Regions from separate parts of the Mus musculus genome. Here regions 1 and 2 are each linked to region 3. The links are chromatin contacts, called in public HiCAR-type and HiChIP or PLAC-seq maps. All regions are on one chromosome and are shown on one strand. The core of a region is the stretch at or near the end of the contact, and the rest is flanking DNA. Distances in the headings are between cores, read along the strand shown.

Region 1 (3,519 bases), core at 452-2,951, 120 kb after region 3:
GTGCTAAAGAAACTGAGAGCTTACCGATTGATCTATTAGCACAAGGCAGAGAGGGCTAATTGGGAATGGTATGGGGTTTTTGCAGGTTCAAAGGTGGCTCCAGTGACACATCTCTAACAAGGCTACATCCCTTAGTCATGCCCAAACAGTTCTATCAATACGGGGCCAAGCAAGCATCCAAACATATGATCCTACAGGTTTTATTCTCACTCAAATGATCACAAAGAGAGAGAAATAAAGATAGCTTTTCAGTACAAACTGCTTTCTGTCTCAATATATCATCTTATACGTTTACTTTTAAAATATAATCAATGACTGTCTAATGTTATTGTTAGTATTGAAATATAATTTGCTATATTAAAATCTATTGGTCTGTTTTGTATTTTGTGGTCTCATCCAGTACTGGCAGATTTATAAGCTAAACTTTAACATGAAAAAAAGTTCTATATTAGAAAAAAGATCAATTCCCAGCTTGACTATTCTTACTTACCTTTAAATAAGTCTCAAAGACTCATCTCTTCCTTCCAAAAATGAGAGGTTTAGGGTAGGTTCTTTCTAAGTTGCCTCTCAATTCCAAGTATCAATACGATTGGATGGCCCAGAATCACAAGAACCAATGATGTACATCTTTTCCTCAGTCTGTTTAGTGACATCAGTTGGTAGCTCAAAATCTGTCATGATGGGAGGGTTTTTACCACAAGCAATGGTGAATTCTACAAATAGGGTCATGTTTCCCAAAGAGCTAACATCCTTGCAAAGCATTTGTCAGATCTCTGCTTTTTTATGTGGAGCTCATCCATATAACTGGAAATATGGTGTCTACTTCAACCCATGGGCAATCGCAACAGATCACATTGTGACACATATAACAGTCAAATGTGCTTAACCTTGGCATGGATGCCCTTAATTAACACTTGCAGTTCTCATAAACTGCCCTGTGTTATTTTATCTGCTTTGTTGAAAGAAAGAAATAAAATATCGGGAAGCAAAAGTTGAGTAAACTATGCCAAAATTCCATTTTAAATTGAATTTTGTTCATTGATGTTTCTTGCATTTCATATATAAAAATTAAATTTTAAGTTATATCTTTTTCTCTGAACTAACAAGTTAGCAGCTCTCTTGTCCACTTAAGAATGTAGAGGTAAGTAAATAATAGAATCAATAATATGTACCAAAATTTATTATCTTTATCAAGCCCCAAGTCTTATCAAGATTCCTAATCATCTGTGTGTGAGGTCACTATGGTGAGTCAGTCAGACATGATGTTATGTGTTCTTTGGCTGGGTCATACATAGGTAAGACAAGTATAAAATAGAGAAATAGTTCTTCTTAGTATCATAATATGTACACATACAAATAAATATGCATGTAACATTTACAAGGAATAATAGGCAAAGTGCAAGAAAATTTTGAGATACTCAATAAAGGATCATGAACTTTAGGTAGGTCTAAAATCTAATACCTGGTAGGATGTACTTTGCTTTGGGAAAGTACTTTCCCATTTTCCATTCCTGTCATGTGGCCACCTCAGTACCCAGTTGTCATAACGTCCTAGTCTGACATGGAAAAATGTTGCAGTTGGCTTTTGGAACTGTGATTTAATCTTGCCAGCAGGGATTCCTTTGCAAGACCCTTGACCCATTCTCAGGATGTTCTCAGTTTGCCAGAAGCAAGCAACAAAGGAGATGGAATTTCACAAAGAGAGAATTCAGAAGTCTTCACCAGTGTAATACCTCCTTGGGGCTGCCCTTCTGATTCTGCCAAGACCCAGCAAGAGGCTTTCAGGAGGGCATCTACATCTCTTCAGAGATATCCAATTACTCAGGCTCTTGGCTATAACCAGGGGCTCAGTAAGCTGGAGTAGTTCCTGGGAACCTCTAGAGAAGCAAACATTGACAGGTAGTGTCAGAGCTGCCCATCAGAGACTTACAGGGCTAGTCTGGGAGAGGTCCTGGCATTGGCTGTTGCTTTTGAATCCTGCTGATTTGAATTCAAGGTTTTCCCCTCTTAAGCATTCTGCTTGGAATTTCTGTTTGACTTGGAACCCTCCAAATACCAAATTAAGTGAAGGGAGCATGATACAAAAAAAGAAAAAAAAATCATTGAAATAATCTGCAGCCATTTGAAGAAACTTCCAAGAAAAACCAGAAAAAGAGCCAATGGCCATCTGCCCAGTGACATAAAACAAAAAGCTGCCCAATAGGAGATTAAATTAAAACACCAAGGAAATCAGGGTCAGGAGGAGTCCAACTTTTCTGCGCTGAACTTCAGGACTTCCCAAGAATCAGTAAAATCCATCTGGACCTAGACATGTTCTCAGCACACTCCCAGCAGAGAGGAGCTCGCTTTTATTTGGCTGATGGCAAAGTATTAAATATACACAGACACAACTTCTATAAACAAGCAGGAGTGAGTAACTGTTGGGCACTTTGATGTACTTGGCCCAGACAGGGTCACTGTGCAGAGTAAGCCAGAGCGTGTTGTGTTCTGTGGCTTTTGCTTACCTAATAGAGACATATGAGGGTGAGAAGTATAAGATGGTGAAAAAGGTTTCCATCCTGAAAAGCCATGTGTCCACTTCTATTAACATATTTCCTGTTTGGTAGACTAAGAAAGCATTGACCTCACACCTGATTAGGGTTAAACAGTAATCTCTTTGATAAAGGCATCCTTGTTCATAGAAAGTCAACTTACATCCTGACTTTGTCCTTATCTTATAAAATACTAATCACCATAAGAATTGATAAAATTGATATACCATGGGAATAAAAGAGTCTTCAAACCAAGTGAAGACAAGTATGTAGCTTCTAATGGTTATGTAGAAATGTGTCTGTCCCATGATAAATACATGTATGTGTGAGTGAATACAAAAAATATATATATATACATATATATATGTGTGTGTGTGTGTGCATGTATGTATATGTACATATACATATATACAACACACATATATACTCATATACATATATGTATACAACATACATATATATAGAGAAAGCAACAGAGAGACAGAGAGTGAACAAGCTTTTACCTAACTAATAACCATCAGCTGTATACTGACAGCTGGCTGACAATCAGAACATGTAACATTTAGTTATTTTCATATTTATCTATGTGTGCATGTATGTACAGGTGCATATGCATGTATGTAAACATGTATGGAAAGCAGAGGACAACATCATGTATCCTCCCTCTGACATCATATGTGTATATATCTCAGTTATTTTTGTTAGTTTCTGTGATTAAAACTCTCTTAAAAAAAAAACCCAACATAAAGAAGCAAAGCCTTATTTCGGATCACAGTTCAAGGGTCCAAGGTCAAGGCAGGAGCTTGGGACAGCTTGTCACATTGCATCTAATAGTCAAGGAGCAAAGACCTATGATTTTTTTTTTTTTTTTTTTTTTGGCTCAGCCCACTTTCTCCTATTTTTTTTATTCAGTTCTAGATCTTTATCCAAGAAATGGTTCCACTCACTCTGTGGTGTGTGTGTGTGTGTGTGTGTGTGTGTGTGTGTG
Region 2 (3,639 bases), core at 396-2,895, 91 kb after region 3:
ATATAATCAAATGTTCCTAATTTTCAGGAGACCCATGATGTAGACAGAAAAGTAGGTAAACTTAATGCAATTAAGTTTAATAAATACATTTCTGAGTAAGTGTAGGTGTAAACCTTTAGAAGTTATCAAAAAGAACACTAAAGGTCCTGGTTTTAGAAAAGTCTGTAGAGAGAAGTGTTTTTCATCCTCACTGAAGTGTAACATTAATCGCAGGAAAAGCTACCATAATGGTATTGGTCCCTTAGGTATTTGTAAAGGATAAAAGTATGTTGCTGAGACCTAAGAACTGATTTGGGAGAAGGGAAAATAGAATGAGTCCTCAGACTGCTCTCAAAGCAGAGACTGGAAGGAGGACCCGAGCCTACCAGGACAGACCCATGCAGCCCAAGGACACAGGTTGAGGGACCAGGCATTTCTCCACCAAGGAAAACTGCACTCTGGGCTTCTCATCCCAGCAGACCAGCTGCACTAAGACAGACTCCTCATAAATAGTCATGTTCTTTGGAGTAAAGATATGTTAGTTGTGCTGTTTTCCATCTTCTATTTAAGTATGGAGAAGAGAGAATATTGTATTGACTAGAGATGCCAGAACTAGTTTTGAGGTTACTGGCTTAGAGACAGGATGGGAGGTCATTTAAATGATTCCTTTACTTCAGATTAAATAATCCCTTGCCACCTTTTGAAGCCCTTCTATGTTGTCATTATCATCTGCACTTGGATTAGCCAGAGAAAATAGTAAAAATAGTAATCATAGTAAAAATGAGCTTCCTGACTGATCATAGGTGTTTTCAAATGGGAGGAGCTACTGTTGATAGTAGGTAAATCTCTAAATGAGCAAATAGATCAGTGAGTGAAGGGCGATGAATGACAAACATGATTCAATATCCCAATGTCCCTGACATCAGTGTTCCATAGACCCCCATTCTCTGAGCTCTGCTTAGGAGAACATATTTATTTTAAGTCTTTTCCCCAAATTGCTGCTTCCTACATCACATGCTGTAGTTTTATTTTCTGTGTGATTTTTTTTTTTTTTTTTTTTTTTTTTTGTCTGAACCCAAAGCTTCAATATATATTCTGGAAACCAACAAGCAGAGAAGGACCTACAAAAGATAAAAGCTCAACTTTAGGCATAAGCCTTAAACAAAATATGCCCTGCTTCCTCCTGTCCACTTTAAAATTCCAAAGATAAGAGTGCCTGTATTTGCAATCCATTATCGCTATTTAAACATCTTTCACTGCCTTCACTGTGCTTTCTAAGGAGAGGGATAGAGTGACTCTGAACAGTAGCAGTTCATAGACAGCAGGGCCCTCCCCTCCCACCTCTTTCCCCCTCTTTGTATTTTTCCTACTTTCAGATGAACACTTTAGTAACAGATGGAAGCACACTTAATTTTTTTTTTCTGTGTGAAAATTCTCAAGACAAATGAAGGAAAACAAAACCTTTTTTACAGCAATCTTTTCAGACTTGTAAAAATTCCCTCTAACAAGTGACAATTTCTACTTTCTAAGAATAACTAAGCAACCACTGGAACCAGACAGCTCTTGCAAGATAAGTTTTATTTCGCTGTTTAGCGTACACAACAAGAAACATATGGAGAAGATAGCAGACACTTAGAAGTAGAGAATTAAAAGGGAATCCCCACTGAAAGCACATTTTACGTTGTTATTGCAAAACCACAAAGTCATTGACAATAGTGAGCTCTGGAAACAGCTGAGTTTGGCTTTCTCAAATGGTGGCCGACTAAATTGCTGTGTTTTTTTTTTTTTTTTTTTTTTTTTTTTTTTTTTTTTTTTTTTTAAGAGAATGACATTTCTGTACATTACTCTCAATTGAAAGTTGAGTTCAGGGCTCTGTGGGGATGTTTTCTGAATTCACTTTCTACTATGGGCGTGAATGAGGAAGTGAGCTTACAGCCCACCAGTGGTTTTCATAATAATAGGGGAACAATGGCTTTTGAAAGTCACAGATAATCCCCAGTCCTCATTGTAGTCATCTGTTCTAACCCAGCCTCCCTTTAACAGCTAGCAAACTGCAAAATTGACTGATGATCTCTCCTCCTTTTTTGACCCAGCAGACACAGCCTCTTGTAGAAGTACCAAGAGCAATGAACTGACCCAAAGTCAGTGAGTAGGAGGGAGAAGAAAAATCAAACCAAGAGATTAACCCTTAACTCTTTGTTGGCTATTTTCCATTTTCAGTCCATTTAAGCTGTCTTGGATATGGTTTCTTCAAATAAAGATTAATGATAATAATGATAATAATTTTTGAGTTCATAATATGTCATTTTTTTCTCTTCCTCATCTTTCTCCACAAACCCACTCTCCAAATATGCTCCTCCTTGCTCTCTTTCAAAGTCCTTCCTTCTTTGGGGATATGATCTTTACTGAAGACATTTTTGTTGATTTTTTTCCCTTTAGAGGTGACCAACCATTTCCCATGTGCAAGCTAGAGGGAATGCAAAGCACTTAAGTGAGGTCCAGATAGGATGTCACATCTCATGATACTAAATACAATATTCTCATCTTACATCAGAGCAAAGAGCACAGCCTTCTAAGTTGTGCACAAAGCCATGCAAACTGAGAACAAAAATAAAAGTCATAAAGTCCAGAATTAAGTCCAGAGGCTGTTCCTCAGTGTTTGATACATACTGTCTGTATATGTTGATTTTTTTTTTCTCCAGTGTGTCTTCTGATATTTGTTATATCCACTTCAAAAAGGGCACCCTGCTGTTTATAGAAATATGATCTACAATGAGTTATGTTTTGACCTTCCCTAGTTATCATAGTGCTTTTAAGTCCCTGCATCATGAATTAAACATAGAACAATCTTATTAATTTAAATAAAATCCACCTACTGGGGGCCATATGTATGGCCTGGGTCAGCTCTGTGGAATCACCATTGTGGAACAGAACGCCCCCCTCGGCCCGTCTTTTCTGTTTCGATTGTACAAGAGCTAAGAATGAGCACCAAAGAGGAAGGAACCCATCAATCCAAGTCCCCTGCACTTCAAAGATGCTGCACTTTCTCAAAGGGCCAATGCACTAGCAAGCTTTCAACAGACACAAATTCACTGTGAGCAGTTTCCTAAAAGAGTAGAGTTTATGTAAAATGGCCTTTTGTTTGCTGAAGGATTTAATGGTAGAGAGAATTTCTTTGTAAGTATAAAAATACTTCTAGAATGGCCATTCCTATGATGATTTATGGAGGAACAATTCTGTTCCGAACATTTTGCCAAGCGCTTTACATAAATTACATGATTTAATTATTCTCAAAACCTTGTAAGATAGCAATTATCATTATTCCTCATCTGTGTTGGTATAAATAACAGAAAGGACGCACAGGCGTCTTTGCTGAAGCTTAGACAGCAAGAGAATTTGTATTGCCTTTATGTTACTCCACAATATAATTAAATTAAAAGGACCTACATGAGAATATTTATTTATTTTTCCTTCAAGAGTTTCCTGATGGTCATAAAATTCCATTCTTGCATCCTTTTAAAAAGACATTTCTTATAATTTTAACTGCCACTGGTCACTTGTCATAGGAAGTGTTGCTTTTCCCTGTCTGTCCATGTGTAAGGCATGGTTTATAACCTTAGGACATTTTCTTCCATGCTTGTTTCCATTTTATATTATCAA
Region 3 (3,648 bases), core at 158-2,657:
TGTCAAAGACAGTTAGGTTCAGAGCCCAAAGAGTTAAACATAATACCTATGTCTTGGGTTTGTTGCCATGATTAAATGACATAATACATAAGGAGTGCTTAAAGTGAGGTGATAAATAACAAACTCTCAAGTGGCATTATCGCTGCCTAAGAGCAACCTTTCCTATGACTCTTATATGTAATGTGGCAAGTCTCTTGCAGGGTCAGAGAACTTTGCTCCTATGTTTGGCATAATGTATCAATCTGCCCAGAAGCCTGTTATTTGGTGTGGAAAGGACCAACGAATCTCATCACTGTTTGTTTACTGTAAGCAAACCACCTCCTCTCTGGAGTCAGTTTTGACCTCTGCTTTCCTTCCTAAAGATGCATCTGTAGCCACCACTGCCCTTACCCACTGCTCTGCCCCCATTCCAGGACTCAAGAGTCATGCTGTGGCTTCTGTTTGTATACATGCCTGAGAGCAGAGGCTCTTTCACTTCCAAAGCCCACGAAGTTCCTAATGAAAATCCTGCATGTACACACATCCAGTATCCTGATTCCACCCTAAATTCTGTAATCATCTCCTGGTCTTTGCACTTGACTGTACCTTTATTCAAATATTTATATTCTGTACTTAGGAAAGCACCTTCGGATCATATGGCTTTCTTTCTTAATAAAAATCGCAGAGGTTTCGCTTGTGTAAGCCATTGGCACACCTGATACACGCTTGTTCTCAGATGGTTTGACTCTGTAGCCACAAAGGATGTGTGTGGAATTTCCATACCAGTGTTAAAGGCAGCCATAGCAATGCCAGAGGTTCTTGTGAAATATATGATTAGCATGTACCACAGGAATTAATAATTCTCAGGCCACTGTCTTAAACTGTAACCACATTGTTGTTGTAGGGAAGTTGCTCAATTTATACTCAGAGAATGTGAACAGCTGCGTTCTGACCAAGAAACCAGCGTCATTTAAAATCCATATCCCAAAAGGTGCTTTCAAAATACTACTTAGTATGCACATGATATGTTGCTTTGAGTGACAAATTATGGTAATTTCCTTGATAATTTGATCCTTTGATTCTTTTATTCTCCTTAAAGCCTATGTAAATACAAAGGGGAGAATGCCATTTCTAAAAATAGTTTTTAAATGTCTTTTCTGGAGTAATTTTTTAAATTTAATAATTTTATACAATTATAAAAAAATCCATTGGAGATTGTGCCAAATTAGGGTTCCTCAATTAAACAATAACTTTGAAAACATACTTCTAGCTTGCTTAGATGTTAGTAGGTCAGCAAGCACACCCGAACCTATTAAGGTGGACTGCTCTGTTTATTGATTTTCCGTGCATCTGCTAAGGACTCAAGGCAATTGTCTGCGGAAGGGGGCGGGAGGCCCATACATGATCGAGGTCATGCGCATCTAGCCAATTTGTAAGCCGATCCGCCGCCCAAAGCCATCAGCAATCCTTAGCATAGGGGCACACTCATGCATTCCTGTCAAGTCATCTTGTGAAGGCTGCCTGCTTCCAGCTTGGCTTGGATGTGCAACCTTAATAAAACTCACTGAGGTCTGGGAGAAAATAGCAGATCTGCTGCAGATAGGGTAGAGGAAAGGGGCTAGAATATGTACTCGCAGCTGACGCGGGCAGGCTCCACGCTGAACGGTTACACAGAGAGGAAACAATAAATCTAAGCTACTATTGCAATAAATATCTCAAGTTTTAACGAAGGAAACTATCATTACAGTTAAAATTTTTTAAAGTAACGCTTTTTTAGAACAAAGCTAACAAATGGCTAGTTTTCTGTGGATCTTCTTCAAACGCTTTCTTTAACGGGGAAAGAGTCAAACAAGCAGTTTTACCTGAAATAAAGAACTAGTTTAAAGGTCAGAAGAGAAGAGCAAGCTTTGCAGGAGGCACGGAAGGCAAGCGCTGGCAGTACAATGACAGTTTTCCTTTCCTTTGCATTCTTCGCTGCCATTCTGACTCACATAGGGTGCAGCAACCAGCGCCGAAATCCAGAAAACGGAGGGAGAAGATATAACCGGATTCAACATGGGCAATGTGCCTACACTTTCATTCTTCCAGAACACGACGGGAACTGCCGTGAGAGTGCGACAGAGCAGTACAACACCAACGCTCTGCAAAGGGATGCTCCACACGTGGAGCCGGATTTCTCTTCCCAGAAACTTCAGCATCTGGAGCATGTGATGGAAAATTATACTCAGTGGCTGCAAAAAGTAAGTGATCGCTTTCGGTTTCTAATTGCTCTGAGCTTTTCCCTTCCCTCTCTGCAGGGAGCTCAGAGTTCCGTAGGGGGCATTTGTGTTTACCTTTTGCTCCGGGGGGCAGTGTTTGCAAAAGAAAAAAGGCTCCCTCTCTGGACTCAACTTCCTGGGTAAGCCAAGGGTCCTGGGCTTGTGGGAACCTCTGATCCTGTAGCTTCCTAAATGTGCGTCTAACATTAGCAAATTTTATGCCAACCCTGTTGTTTTTTAAAGTTTATCTTAGGCATTTTGACTGTCAAAGCCCAACTTTGAAAAAGTAAGCGCGCACTTCTTGGACAAGGTGGTGTAAAAGGAAATCATAATGGTGATATTAACAGAGGTTCAAATGGAATGTACAGCAAGGAGTTTTGTGAGTTGCCATGGGAAATCTTCATAAAATGCTTACCCCCACCAACTTTTAATAAAAGTATGCAATGAGAATAAGTATAAAGTACCCATATTGTCTTCGTTTAGAAAGATTGTATTTGTAAGTTAAAGGAACTTAACTTCACAAGTGGTATATGAGGACTGACATCTGAAATGAAAAAAAAAAAATAGCTTCTGATGGGAAAATTGTAAGAAAGGGGTTTTGCTCACATTGAAGGTAGAAACTGAGTTCAGGAAGTCTCCTGTACCCACCTGCAGATTGGGCTGAACACAAGAAGGCTGTGCTAATTTTTGACAAGCCCTGGTTCCCTGGGTTAGGGACAGAGACGGTGTCATCTGGGAGCCTCAGTCTCCTGGGAAACGTTAATGCTGAGTGCATATTTGATCCCATTTTATAGAAGTCGCATTGATCTCTTGTGGGTCTTTTTTCTTCTTCTTCGTCTTCATAAACCATAGAACATTTTGTAGTTGCTGTTGTTAAGACTGCCCTTTCCATGGTGAGCTCTTGTTTCTGCTCATTCTTTAATCGCTGTTTAGCTATGTAACAGGTAAGTCCACGTTTCTAGAGCCTCGACAGCATTTGTAAACGCTTCTCTTCCAGGATGTGTGCTAAACCCTTGCCTCCATGTGAGCAGAAGGATCATGAGTAGGCTGCAGGTACCACAGCAGACCCTGTGAGAGGATAAGGGATGGGAAAAGGCCAACTTCTGTTCTGTGTGGTCCCAGTCACTTACTTAGCTCTGCCTGCTGCTGACTCATCCCTGGTGGTAGCTCTTCTCCTTTTGTCCACTAGGGACTGAACTAGGATCACAGTTATTTCTTTCAGCGTGTGACCAGGAACTCGGTACTTCTGGAGTTCCCAGACTTGGAACTGCAGCTTCCTGCTACAGATCACAGATGAAAAGTTAAGCCTGCAGCACAAAACATGTGCAACCGTCTTTGAGGATGATAGACACTTTGTCCAGCACTATTCATAGAATTAGTTTATAATAGAACATCTGGTGTTTCTATGGCT

The links. HiCAR-type assays count read pairs that join an accessible place to other places. HiChIP or PLAC-seq counts read pairs in DNA pulled down with a chosen protein or histone mark.
Region 1: a contact with region 3 is called in a HiCAR-type map of astrocytes, with 4 times the contacts expected there. The contact joins the enhancer-like site here to the promoter of Angpt1 in region 3. A contact is called at or near these places in 5 of 39 promoter capture datasets (3T3-L1-derived adipocytes, HPC-7-derived erythroid cells, liver and 1 more), 4 of 484 Hi-C or Micro-C datasets (the AML12 cell line, the Ba/F3 cell line, brown adipocytes and 1 more), 6 of 115 datasets of contacts at active chromatin or transcription factors (the SCID.adh cell line, astrocytes, cardiomyocytes and 3 more) and 1 of 9 other capture datasets (liver).
Region 2: an H3K4me3 HiChIP or PLAC-seq map of the SCID.adh cell line shows a contact between it and region 3, with 36 read pairs. The contact joins the enhancer-like site here to the promoter of Angpt1 in region 3. A contact is called at or near these places in 4 of 39 promoter capture datasets (the 3T3-L1 cell line, the HPC-7 cell line and liver), 1 of 15 datasets of contacts at CTCF or cohesin (pro-B cells), 14 of 484 Hi-C or Micro-C datasets (the 3T3-L1 cell line, the Ba/F3 cell line, the C10 cell line and 9 more), 6 of 115 datasets of contacts at active chromatin or transcription factors (the SCID.adh cell line, bone marrow-derived macrophages, embryonic forebrain and 3 more) and 3 of 9 other capture datasets (adipose tissue, liver and pancreatic islet).

Annotation. Positions count from the first base shown.
Region 1 is chr15:42,553,118-42,556,636 of GRCm38.p6, reverse strand. The region is part of intron 1 of Angpt1 (angiopoietin 1); the gene reads left to right. Among named protein-coding and RNA genes, the nearest start is that of Gm41313, 110 kb to the left of the region's middle. Within about 2 kb of position 1,701, at least 7 of the 459 cell types and tissues checked have an H3K27ac peak or open chromatin away from gene starts, as enhancers often do. A contact at or near this core is called in astrocytes, where this site is marked.
Region 2 is chr15:42,583,702-42,587,340 of GRCm38.p6, reverse strand. All of the region lies in intron 1 of Angpt1 (angiopoietin 1), which reads left to right. Among named protein-coding and RNA genes, the nearest start is that of Gm41313, 81 kb to the left of the region's middle. Within about 2 kb of position 1,645, at least 30 of the 459 cell types and tissues checked have an H3K27ac peak or open chromatin away from gene starts, as enhancers often do. A contact at or near this core is called in the Ba/F3 cell line, the SCID.adh cell line, pre-megakaryocyte-erythroid progenitors and 2 more, where this site is marked.
Region 3 is chr15:42,674,736-42,678,383 of GRCm38.p6, reverse strand. Angpt1 (angiopoietin 1) reads left to right here and starts at 1,407. Exons shown (of 9, transcript NM_009640.4): 1 at 1,407-2,219. The coding sequence starts at 1,923.